2 separate regions of the Mus musculus genome follow, and region 2 is linked to region 1. The links are chromatin contacts, called in public HiChIP or PLAC-seq maps. All regions are on one chromosome and are shown on one strand. Each heading gives the region's core, a stretch centred on a gene start, on an enhancer-like site or on the middle of the called end of the contact. The rest is flanking DNA. Distances are from core to core; before and after follow the strand shown. Region 1 holds the start of Cux1 (cut-like homeobox 1). Region 2 overlaps Cux1 (cut-like homeobox 1).

What was found. HiChIP or PLAC-seq counts read pairs in DNA pulled down with a chosen protein or histone mark.
Region 2: an H3K4me3 HiChIP or PLAC-seq map of embryonic basal ganglia shows a contact between it and region 1, with 3 times the contacts expected there. The contact joins the enhancer-like site here to the promoter of Cux1 in region 1. A contact is called at or near these places in 8 of 39 promoter capture datasets (Sertoli cells, cranial neural crest, frontonasal cranial neural crest and 4 more), 2 of 15 datasets of contacts at CTCF or cohesin (the NIH/3T3 cell line and large pre-B cells), 3 of 484 Hi-C or Micro-C datasets (bone marrow-derived macrophages and cortical neurons), 25 of 115 datasets of contacts at active chromatin or transcription factors (the 230-238 cell line, the SCID.adh cell line, SST interneurons and 19 more) and 4 of 9 other capture datasets (adipose tissue, liver, macrophages and 1 more).

What each region holds. Positions count from the first base shown.
Region 1 is chr5:136,564,122-136,569,584 of GRCm38.p6, reverse strand. Cux1 (cut-like homeobox 1) reads left to right here and starts at 2,095. Exons shown (of 23, transcript NM_001291234.1): 1 at 2,095-2,407. The coding sequence starts at 2,345.
Region 2 is chr5:136,301,234-136,306,696 of GRCm38.p6, reverse strand. Cux1 (cut-like homeobox 1) reads left to right here. Exons shown (of 23, transcript NM_001291234.1): 18 at 1,083-1,248; 19 at 1,918-1,974. Among named protein-coding and RNA genes, the nearest start is that of Gm30408, 59 kb to the right of the region's middle. Within about 2 kb of position 2,931, at least 23 of the 459 cell types and tissues checked have an H3K27ac peak or open chromatin away from gene starts, as enhancers often do. A contact at or near this core is called in cortical neurons, embryonic basal ganglia and neural stem cells, where this site is marked.

The DNA.
Region 1 (5,463 bases), core at 846-3,345:
CATGCAAAAGTATAAACATAACTAGAAACGGAACAATTGTATTTAATACCCGTCAAACTTATATCTAAAATATTGCCATGGATTCAGAACTCTGAATTCCAACCAGATGTCTTTCCCCACTATTACACAGGTCATATATATTTCAGTTTTTAAAGTTCAAACCCAGGGGATCGACAGCATAATTAGATTGAGAACATCTGTGGTAAATCCATACCATTTCTCCGATCGTTCCCCACGAGAGGAAATTTGCTTGTTTTAATGCTCCTGCCCATTTTGTCTAGCCACCTTTAGGTCAAATTTTGCCGTTCTTGCTGGCCACCGCACAAACGTAGATGGCCTTTAAAATGCAAGATAGGGAGAAACGGGTAAGCTCTAGGAAGCTTTAGGTGGCAAAGGAATTGCTTCCCGCCTGGATCTCGGTCAGGGTGTGGCCAAGTACGAGGAGCTGGGGTGGGCACGAGCATTGGGGCAGTGGTGTGTGTGTGTGTGTGTGTGTGTGTGGGGGGGGGGGGTACCCTGAGGACCCGAGTGTCGGGGAGCCGCTGCCCTCTACTGGGCGGTGCGAATGGAGCTGCAGCACGGGCGCCCGCGCGTTCCGGCTCCGGCGCCTGACTCCCTTGCAGCTCGCGGTCACCCGAGGTCCGCAGTGTCCCGCCTGGCGCCGCGTCACGGCATCCAGACTTGAGGTTGGCTCTGCGCCTCCTGACGCCCGCGCGCTCCCACGCACCTGCTTCGGGTGGCTTCTGCCCCTCAAAGGCTGCGACTTGGGAGTGCAGCCCGGTCCCGACCGCTGCATGGACACAGAGGCTTTTGGGTGCAGTTGCAAGACCCGGGAACACTTGTATTCTTTAAATCTCGGGGGGACTTTCATTTCCAACCTCGTTCTCCAAAAATATCGATCTCACCGCAACCGAATAACGCTAAGCCCTCAAACTTGGCTCAGAGAGCAATTATTTTCTACTGTCATGTTTGGTGTTCCATACAGACGTTATTTACATATAATTTTCAAGATTAAGGAATTTAGGGATTTGTCTTAACTAATTACACGTTCACCGAAGTGCAGCAAAGTGAAAACACTGTGTTCCTACTGTAAACGCAAACTCTCTGGTGTGAATAAATCCATTAAAGATGACGATCCTGAAACGCGTGCTTTGGGTCTAGAAGGAAATGTAAAGAGAACTTCCTTCCCCCCACTCCCGGTTTAAATGTGAGCGTTTTTGTTTTTTTTTTTTTTTCTTCTTCAAAACTTAGGAACGAGCGCTCAGTTTCAAGTGCACTGCACGCTCTCAAACTTTCTGCCTGCAAAGACGGAGGCGCGGAGTTGTGTGAACCCCAGAGGAAGTTTCTGGGGTTGTGTCGCAGAAGCATGGTTGGGACAGAGTTGTGCTCCAAGACTTGCCCCAGTCCTGGCGGACGCTGGAGCGGCTCTGAAGGGTGGGGAGGCCGTCGCCACTCGCTGATGTGTCCCGGTGCAAGTTGGGGATTGCAACGGAATGTGTAGGACGTGAATGGGAGTCGCGGCGGCAGCAGCCGCAGGCTCCAAGGCTTGGTGGTCAACCCCCTCCGCCCCCTTTACCACGACACAATTGCACTTCCTTGAATATGAAACACTGTTCACGACCGCTGTGGTCTGGAGGTCCCCCAGCTGGAGCGCATAGGGGAGCGGAGTGAGGTCACCCGCAGCCCCGGCGCGCGGGCTGGCCGGTGGGGTCCCGACCGCCGGCTGTGCAGGTGGGCTCCGCTCGCTCCACCGCGCGCACCGTGCGAAAGAGCGCAGCGCCCGCGCCCCGCTGCCGCAGCGCAGCCCACTGTCCTCAGGCGCGCAGAGCGAGGGGCACCTTATCCTAAAGCGCTGGCCACCGGCGACCGCGACCTTCCCGGGGGCGGGGGTGTTGGGGAGGGAGGGCGCCCTTTAGGTGAGCTGCGGGGTCCGGAGGAGACCCCGCAGCGCCCCCTCGAGGCCGGGCCGCCGTAGGGTCGCAGCGCGGCCTGGGAGGGGGGCTTGTGGCGGGGCGCGCGGGAAAAAGGGTGAGGGGTCGCGAGGGCCCCGGATGCCCGCGCTCGGGCTGTGGAGAGAGAGCGCGGCGCGCGCGCGTCAAGGCTGCCGCCGCCGCCGCCGCCGCGTTTCCCTCAGGCTTCGGACTCCATGGCTGAGGCGGTGGCGGCGGCGGCGGCGGCAGCGGCGGCGGCGCCGTGAGGAGGAAGGAGTCCGCGTCCGCGGTGGCTGAGGCGGCGGCCGGCTCCAGGCCGGGTTTTGGCGCCCGCCCGCCTGCTGCCTCCTGGCGGCTCCTGAACTCCAGCCCCCTCTCTATCAGCCTCTCACTCCGTCTCAATATGTCTCAAGATGGCGGCCAATGTGGGATCGATGTTTCAATATTGGAAGCGCTTTGATTTACAGCAGCTGCAGGTCAGGCTTCTCGGCGCTCGGCCTCGCGCCCGGGGGGTGAGGGCTGCGGGCGGTCGCGGCCTCCCTCAGGAAGGAGGGTGACACTCCGGGCTGCCAGGGCCCTGGCGGGGGTGCTGAGGCGACGGGGGAAAGCAGGAGGGGGGTGCCGGGAGAAGAGCGGGGCCGAGTCGGCGGCGAGTCCCTCGGGCTCCCCGGCTCTCATTGATCACTCGGCTTGATCAGAAATTGATCCTCTTTGTTCAATTCATCGATCAGCCCAAGATGGCGCCGGAGCCGCCAGCCGCCACCAACATCTTTGCCCCCCGGTGTCTGCCCCCTTCAACCCCGGAGGGTGTCTTCCTCCCCACCATCATCGCCATCATCATCCTCATCGTCCTCTCCGCCGCCGCCGCCTACCCCGCGCGCTGTCGTTGTCGCGGGACCCTGGTGGAGAGGAGGGGGGAGCGGCGGTCCCCCCCCCCCACGGGGGCTCAGTGGGAACTCGCGCGCGCTAAAGAGGGGGACGCGCCACGGGGTGGCTCTGGAGGGGTGGCAGGGCTGCAAAGAAGGGGAGCTGCGGGACGCTAGTCCCCCTCGCGCCAGTCACGTCCTTCCTTCCCCCCGGCTCAGCCCCGTCGTATTCCCGGGGAAAGTTTGTGGGGAGTTGCTGGTGGGGGGTGAAGCGCCTGTCTCTCTCTCTCTCTCTCTTTCCTCTGTCTCCTGGAGGAGAGAGTCGCGGACCGCCGCCGCCGCCGCCGCCACTGCCCCGCCGGCGCGGCGGAGCTGGAGCTGGTGGCGCTGTGGTGCCGCCGGCTCCGGGGGAGGGTCAGATCGGCCACCGGCGGCTGGCGGCGGTGGCGGCGACGGCCAGGCTGGCGGGTGGCCCCTTGTCGTGAAGACGGCGGGTGGCTTGGAGCTCCTGGCTGCTCCTTGATCGTTCCCCTTGGGCCCAGCTGCCACCATTCCTCTTTCCACTACTCCCGTAAGGGATTGTCAACCGGTGTCGCCCCGGCCAGGGCACCGGCTACCCGGTGTGGCGGGTCCCTCCCCCACCCCGTTTGTTTACGTCCCGGGGCCAACCCGCAAGCCCCGCGCTCTTTTGTGTGTCTTCTGCGTGAAAGTGACTGCGGAGCTGGATCTGTCCCCCTTTTTTGCGCCCGGGGACTTCCCCGGGAAGGGGTTGTGGGGGAAGCTTTGGAAGGGAAAAACTTGGCTTGCGGGGGGACACCGGTGGGTCGCGCAGAGTGCGGGATCGGCCCGGGAGAAGGGAAAAGGTGCGGGAGAAAGGCTGCAACTTTCCACCGAGCGCAGGCCGCTGCGTGACCCGGTCTCGGAGCGCTTTTCCTCCGGGGTCACCGATCGGTGCAGCCAGACTTAGCTGCGTGTCTCAGGGACTTCCAGGGCTCCCCCCTCGGTGACCGATAGCTTGCATCACTCCAGCCCCTCACTCTTTTTCGCGAGGGGTGTGTTCTGTCCTCTCTGCAAAGGGGCCCCAGGAGTTATGGAGCGCGCGTCAGGTCCGCTCCGAGCTGCCTTCTCCAGCCCGGTTCTCGAAAGCAAAGCCCCGGGGGCCCCGCTGGACTGTAAGGAGACTGATTGTGGTTCCTCGTCGCCTCGAGGGGATGGTATCGGGGCTTCCCAATCCGCGGCGGAGCTGCCTGCGTGCCCAGAGGATGCTATTCTGCCTGCCACCCCTCATCGGAACCAGCTGCTCGCCCTCGGGGTCCTCCCTGCTAGTGCTAGCTCCGCGTTCGCGGCGCCTGGACAGCCCCAGGATTCTGCCAGGTGGATGTTGTGCGTAGCCGGAGCCAAGTTGAAGGTGAGCGGCAAGTGAGCCCTCAGAGCTTTGATCACTGGGAACACCAGAGAGATGGGACAGTCTTGTGGTCCATAGAGGCAGCCTTGCCCTCTGTGTGTGTGTGTGTGTGTGTGTGTGTGTGATCTTCCATAACATCTCTAGGGAACCGCCTTTGCTCCCAACTCTAAAGTGTGCTTGAACATGAACTTGAGTGAACTTTTCTAAGCCGGAGGACTGGTGATATTTATTAACCCACAGCACCCTTAGGAGTCTGAAACAAACGAACTCCACATGTAGGCCTGCAGGAAAGGAAGGCGATTGGATTGAAACATCTATAGGTGGAGTGAAACAACTTAACTGTGCTTGCTTTTTCTGCTCTTGCCTACGTGAGGACGATAAGGCAGACTCATGCTCGTTATGAAATTTCCTCCCATTGCTCTCTTAACTAGGAAGACTATGTGAAATATGTATTTCTGATAAGATTAAAGCTTAAAGAAGTTTTGAGTATTTATTGACTAAAATGGATTACACCATAGTCTATTGTGTAAATTAGATTCCTGAATGTAATGAACACCGCCGGATGGCATTTTTTGATTAATTGGTCTACCCTATTTTAGTAAAAATAGCTCCCTTTTACCATAATTTAATTCCTGTGCTTACTGTAAAACCCGTTGTGGAATTTTAAGAAACCTTAATTCCCCCCCCCACCCCACCCCCATGTGACATCCTAGTTTAATATCAATAAAGTTCTTTTATTGCACATTACCAAAGGCGGCCAGAAAAATGATTTTGGAGTTATTAGAGTTTATGAACTGGGTGTATATTAGTGTCGTCCCCCCCCCCCAATGGATTAGCATTCTTGGGGATCTTGAGGATATTTAAGCAAATGGCTTCATGGCTTCATTGAAAGTTTACCTTATGGCTGATGTGAATGAACTTCATTTTGATCTTAAAGTAACAACAAAGAAAACATTTAGTTTAAACTCTGTTCTTGTTACAGAGTCTGTTGCCTTTTGGTAGGTAATGATTTGGCTGAAAGTGGTTTCAACTGCTTCCCCGGATGGAGTTGGAAAGCTTTACTTGACTGTGGAATGCCAAAGGCCCAGTGTGAGTCTGGACAGCTCCTTTACCTGCAAAGGGGGCCGGGGATTTTGAGTTGGTATCTGGTTAAGGTTCCTCTGTTCTCGCAGATGTGAGCTGGAGATTTTGGGTGAGTGACCCTGAGAGCTTAGGTCTTGCTGAGCAGAAGGAGTGGCTTAGGTCTAGGTAAGGAGCCATA
Region 2 (5,463 bases), core at 1,682-4,181, 260 kb after region 1:
ATGGGGGTGAGTAGACATGAGGATGTGAATTGAAAGTCCCTGGAGAATTTCTAGTTTAGCATTGTAAAAATAAAATTTGTGAACATTTAAATAGACATTTTGTGCTCCCACCTTAAATTTAGCAGACTTAATAACGTTGAATTTGTTTGGCCCATGAGTGCTGCTTATTCTGGAACTGGAAAGCTTTGCAGAGTGATGGGATGAGGCCCCTAAATATCTCTGGGCTACATCTGCGCCCTGGGGGGTGTTTGTGCCCATACATATGTATGGCCATATGTGAGAGGCAGCAGCCTAAGTGTATGGATGCAAGTGGTCGGTCGTCTGCAGCCCAGTGCTGCTCCCGCACTGACTCCCTGTCCTCACCAGCTTTCTTCTCCTCAACCTGTAAGCAGGCTACAGTCAGAGAGAGTGACCCTTTGCAAATGCCCCTTTAGCCCTGTGTCCGCACAGGAGCCTGCTTTCTGTGCCCCTCCAGTATCCCAATTCCTGTGCACTCTGATTCCAGTATCCCAGCCTCTTCTGATAACCCCAAGCAAAAAGGAAGATGCTCTGCAATGTTTGTTCCTCAGTTTTCAAGATGACAACCTTGCAGCTTCTGCAGGACCAAGACCCTGGAGAAAGCCAACACCTTCATACCCCTTTCCAATAAGAGCTAAGACTATACTTTCTCTCTTTTGTTTTTGATCATGCTGGGAATGAAACCCAGGTCCTTGCATAGGTTAGGCATATCCCCAGCCCCTCACTGGGGGATTCTAGGCAGGGCCTCTACCACTGAGCCACATACCAGCCCCTCACTGGGGGACTTTAGGTAGTTGCTAAGCCACATTCCCAGTAGAAGATGTGATTATAATAATTTCTTTTGTCCAGAGCCCTGTCCTAGGACTTTATCCTATCAGAAATCTGGAAAAGCTTATCTCTGCAAATTGTCTAGGCTATGGTTTTGTGCTCAGAAGAAAAGAATCCTCCCATGTGCTTCATCTCCTCCATTACGCACAGGGCCACACGTACATCTCTGGGGCACCATGCAGCATCATGCTGATTTCTGGAAACTGACAGCTGCCTTTCTTCCTTTGCTTCTCCAGGTACTGGGCCTGTCCCAGGGCAGTGTCAGCGACATGCTTTCAAGGCCAAAACCATGGAGCAAACTGACCCAGAAAGGCCGAGAACCCTTCATCCGGATGCAGCTCTGGCTGAATGGAGAGCTGGGCCAAGGTGTTCTGCCAGTGCAAGGGCAACAGCAAGGGCCAGGTGAGGATAGCTGGCCGCCCTCTGCAGAGGCCTGGCAGGGATAGCTCCATCCATGAGCTGGCTTTTGGATTCAGGGGGAGGATGGTGTTGTTATTGTTGTTGGTTTTTATTGGGGTAAGGGGAGTGGTAAGATAGAGTCTTTTTATATTTCTGAGACTAACCTCAAACTCACTATGTAGCCCAGACTAGCCTCAGACTCACTGTGTAGCCAAAGCTGACCTTGAGCCCACAATCCTCCTGCCTTAGCCTCCCAAGTGATGAAAAGACAGGCATGTACCCCCATACCTGGCTCCTAAGATTTTAGGAGTAAAGAGGATGAGCCTGGCTAATTTTATAAGCAGCAGAAAATTGGGTACTGATTAAGAAAATGCTGTTTATATATAAATATAGATAAAGGTCAAGTACTTGCACTAGAGAACTGAGAAGGAAATCTCGCCAGAGTGACTTCAGAAGAAAGTGTCATGGGCAGAGGCTTCTGCTACCTCGAATCCAGGGCTCTGACACATTATAGATTTATTTGTGCAACCCTCATTCCAACTCAGCATCCTGGCCCTCAGCTTGAGCACAGGCAGCCTCCCCCCCTGGACTCCTGCTTATTCCCTTTTCTTTTGTGCAGTTGGGAAGCTCCAAGCCCTGTTTCCTGAGTAACAGTGTCTTTTTTTTCCACAGTCCTCCACTCCGTGGCGTCTCTGCAGGACCCCCTCCAGCAGGGCTGTGTGAGCTCAGGTAACTAGCCACTTGTGTTTATTGCTAGCTCCACTGCTCTGGAAATCTGGGGTCTGGGAGTAAGTGTACTATTCCTAGCCACAGCAAACAGTGGCCTCTCCCACTTTGCCATACTGCACTCTGAGGCTGTTGTGTAAGCAGAATCAGATAAGAAATGGCTTTTGAGAATTGGCTTCTTCTATTAGGTAGATTGTCCTTGAGATCCACTGACCTTATATGTAGCAATAGTCATTTATTTTCCTGCCTGGGTAGTATTCCTATGGTGTGGTTATACCAAAGTTTGTATTGCATTGAGGCTATCCCTAGGTTATAGCCATTACACATAGAGTTGGCATGACAGTAAAAAGAGAATGAGAATAGTGTCCTGCTTGCAAACTCTGAACTTGCTTTCTGATGGCAGTCCAAAGGTTGACAGGAGCAATGCTGCTAAAATTCATGCCTTTACTGGATCCCTTCATTGTTTTGTAAGTATGAAGCTCTGTGTTTGAGGCTGGGGTCTATTGGAGGCAGATTTCAGGATCAGGGATCCCATTTTAGCAGCAGAGACAAGGCACTAACATCACTGTCCCAGTAGTCATGTTAAGGGACATCACTTTCATCTGGTGGAAGACCTGGGTAACCTTTGAATAAGGGGACTGGGGAGATTGGAGCACCAGAATAGAGTAGCCAAAACAGAGCAGTCCCCAGAAAAAGCTAGGGTGAAATTCAATGGATACTTAGTGAGGGTTTTGGAGGAGTGTAGATGTGGACCAAGAAGCTCCAGCCACTTCCTACTGATCTCAAAGACTGGAAATGTCTCAGAAGTATCTGACAGTCCTTTTCTCTATGTCCTGAGGTCCCTGGCCACACTACCTACATGCATGCCTGCCCTGACCACAGCCATTGCTCCAGGCTCTCAGCACTGCCTCCCTGCACTGAGCTCACAGTCAGCCCCGCTTTTTCTCCCAGCTCCCAGGAGCAGCCAGCAGCGTGAGCTGTTCCTTTTTCTTTTCTCTACTTTTCTAAACATGTTGATTAGTCTCCGTATTCCATTGATTCATTGAAAACACAAACAAAGCTAAGTGAGGAACGAGTGCAAAGCCTGTCAGCTTGCCAGAAGGCTGAGGAGGGGACACATGTGCTTGGAGGGGAACAGCTGGGCAGCTTTAGCAGTAGCTGCTGCTGCAAGATCCCAAACACACTCTCTCCCTCTCCCTCCTCCACCCCTACTCAGCCAGTGTCTCTCCCCCCCCCCTCTCTCTCTCACACACACACACACACACACACACGCACGCACGCACGCACGCACGCACGCACGCACGCGCGCGCGCGCGCGCGGGTAGGGGGTGGGTTCGGGTACAACAGTGACTTGAAGGCCGTTGAAATCCCCTGAGGATTTCATGGATTTAGTTTGGTCCATATTGGACAAATTCAGAGGAAATTACCAGCACTCTTTTTCCCCCAGCTCACACTCAGGATTTAGGAAGGAATGTGGCCAAGTTGGTTGTGATGCACTTCTGTGGATGTTTATGTAGTAAACTGTCCTGGCCTCCTGCTTCACTGAGAAGTCAGATCCCAAGCTTGTCATGGTAGAGCTTTCTTGATGAAAGCCTTTCACTCCTAAATATAACACTGAGTGTCCCTCAGCATTGTGTGTGTGTGTGAGTGTGTGTGTGTGTGTGTGTGTGTGTGTGTGTGTGTGTGTGTGTGACAGCATGTGTGTCAAAATCAGAGGACAACTTGTGGAAATTGTTTCTTTCCACACTGTGGGTCCCAGAAATTGAACTCAAGTTTAATGGAAAGCATCTTACCCACTGAGCCATCTTATGAATGCCCTCCTTTTTTCCCCTCCAAGACAGGGTCTCATACAACCCCAGCTGGCCTCAAACTCACTAGGTAGCCAAAGATAACCCTGAATTTCTGCCCACCCCTCCTGAGCGCTGGGACGACAGGTGTGCACCACTGCACCCAGTGCATGTGGTACTAGGGATTGAGCCCAGGGCTTTATCAACTGAGGTCCATCCTCATCCCCCAAAACTGAAACGATTCTGTAATGGTAGGATTTGTAAATCCTTGTGATAAATGACTCTAGAAAATTCTAGAACCTCTGACAGCTTTCATCATTGTTTTCTCTAAAGAACTCTGATTCAGAGAGTCCCATAAAATTCTGATTTTGCCATAGATACTATGGAACTCACCCCAGAGGTCCCCAACTGAGAAATATTCTCTGTCCCTCATGGATCCCTGACAGCTGTGCCTAGAGGTATGCAGCATGGCCTGCTCGGCTCTGGACAGTGGTGGACACGCTTTCCTTCCTAGGATGCAGAAATGTGAAAGGACCTGCCTTCCATATCTACTTGGCCAGTTGTACCTTCAGTAAGGTTTCCTGGGTCATTGCAGAGCTTAGGGGCCTAAACAGGGGACTCTGTGCTTGGCAAAGAGCAAAGTTCTGGCTTGGGAACCCTTCTCCTTGCCAAAGAATCCCCACCCAGGAGCTGGGGTTGCAGTTTGGTTGGTAGAATTCCTGCCTAGTATGCACGTAGCCCTGGGTCCGTGTCCAGCACCCCACAAATCTCTCAGGAATAAGAGACAGTAGGACCAGGAGTTCTCATCCATGCTGGTCCTTAGTGACAGCCATATACCCCAGTCTCTCTGATGAGGAGACTCAGGTTCCAACTGCCTTAGTGGCTGTGGCCCTTTATATCATCACCAGATATCATCTGAACCTTGAGGCACAAAAGAAATGTAATGTCATTTTGAACAACCAGTGTCACCCTATGGTGACATGTGTGTCTGTGTGTGTGCGTGCTAAGATCAACCTTGGATATCATTCTTCTGGAGTTGTCAACCTTTTCAGACAGGGTCTTTCAGCAAACTCTGGGGCTCACCAACTGGGCTAGTCCAGCTAACCAGACAGTTCCACCTTCCCAATGCTAGGATTACAACATGCGCCGGGCGGTGGTGGCGCACGTCTTTAATCCCAGCACTCGGGAGGCAGAGGCAGGCGGATTTCTGAGTTTGAGGCCAGCCTGGTCTACAGAGTGAGTTCCAGGACAGCCAGGGCTATACAGAGAAACCCTGTCTCGAAAAACCAATTTAAAAAAAAAAGGATTACAACATGTACCATGGCACCCAGCCTTTTTTTTTTTTTGATGTGGATTCTCAGAGTTAAGGAAGCACACACACTAGTTATGATCTGCTAATCCTATATAATACTTCCTTTTTACTTCTTAAAACTAACTTCTCCTGCACAGTTGCTTGAGCTGGTTTATTTTTCAGCCACTAGAGAAGGAGAGAGATGAGGGGTAGCTCTGAAGAGACAGAAGGGACCCTCTCATGATGACATTCATCACAGAAATTGTGGCATCCTGGAGGGCTGCAGTGAGAGCTGCCTGTGCCCTCAGCTTGGGAACTTGTTGATACGGGAGCCTTTCATGACTGAAACTAACAAGGTGTTCTGCCTGTGCCTTTCATGCTGGCTTCTGGCAGATCTTGTCAGAGTATACAAGT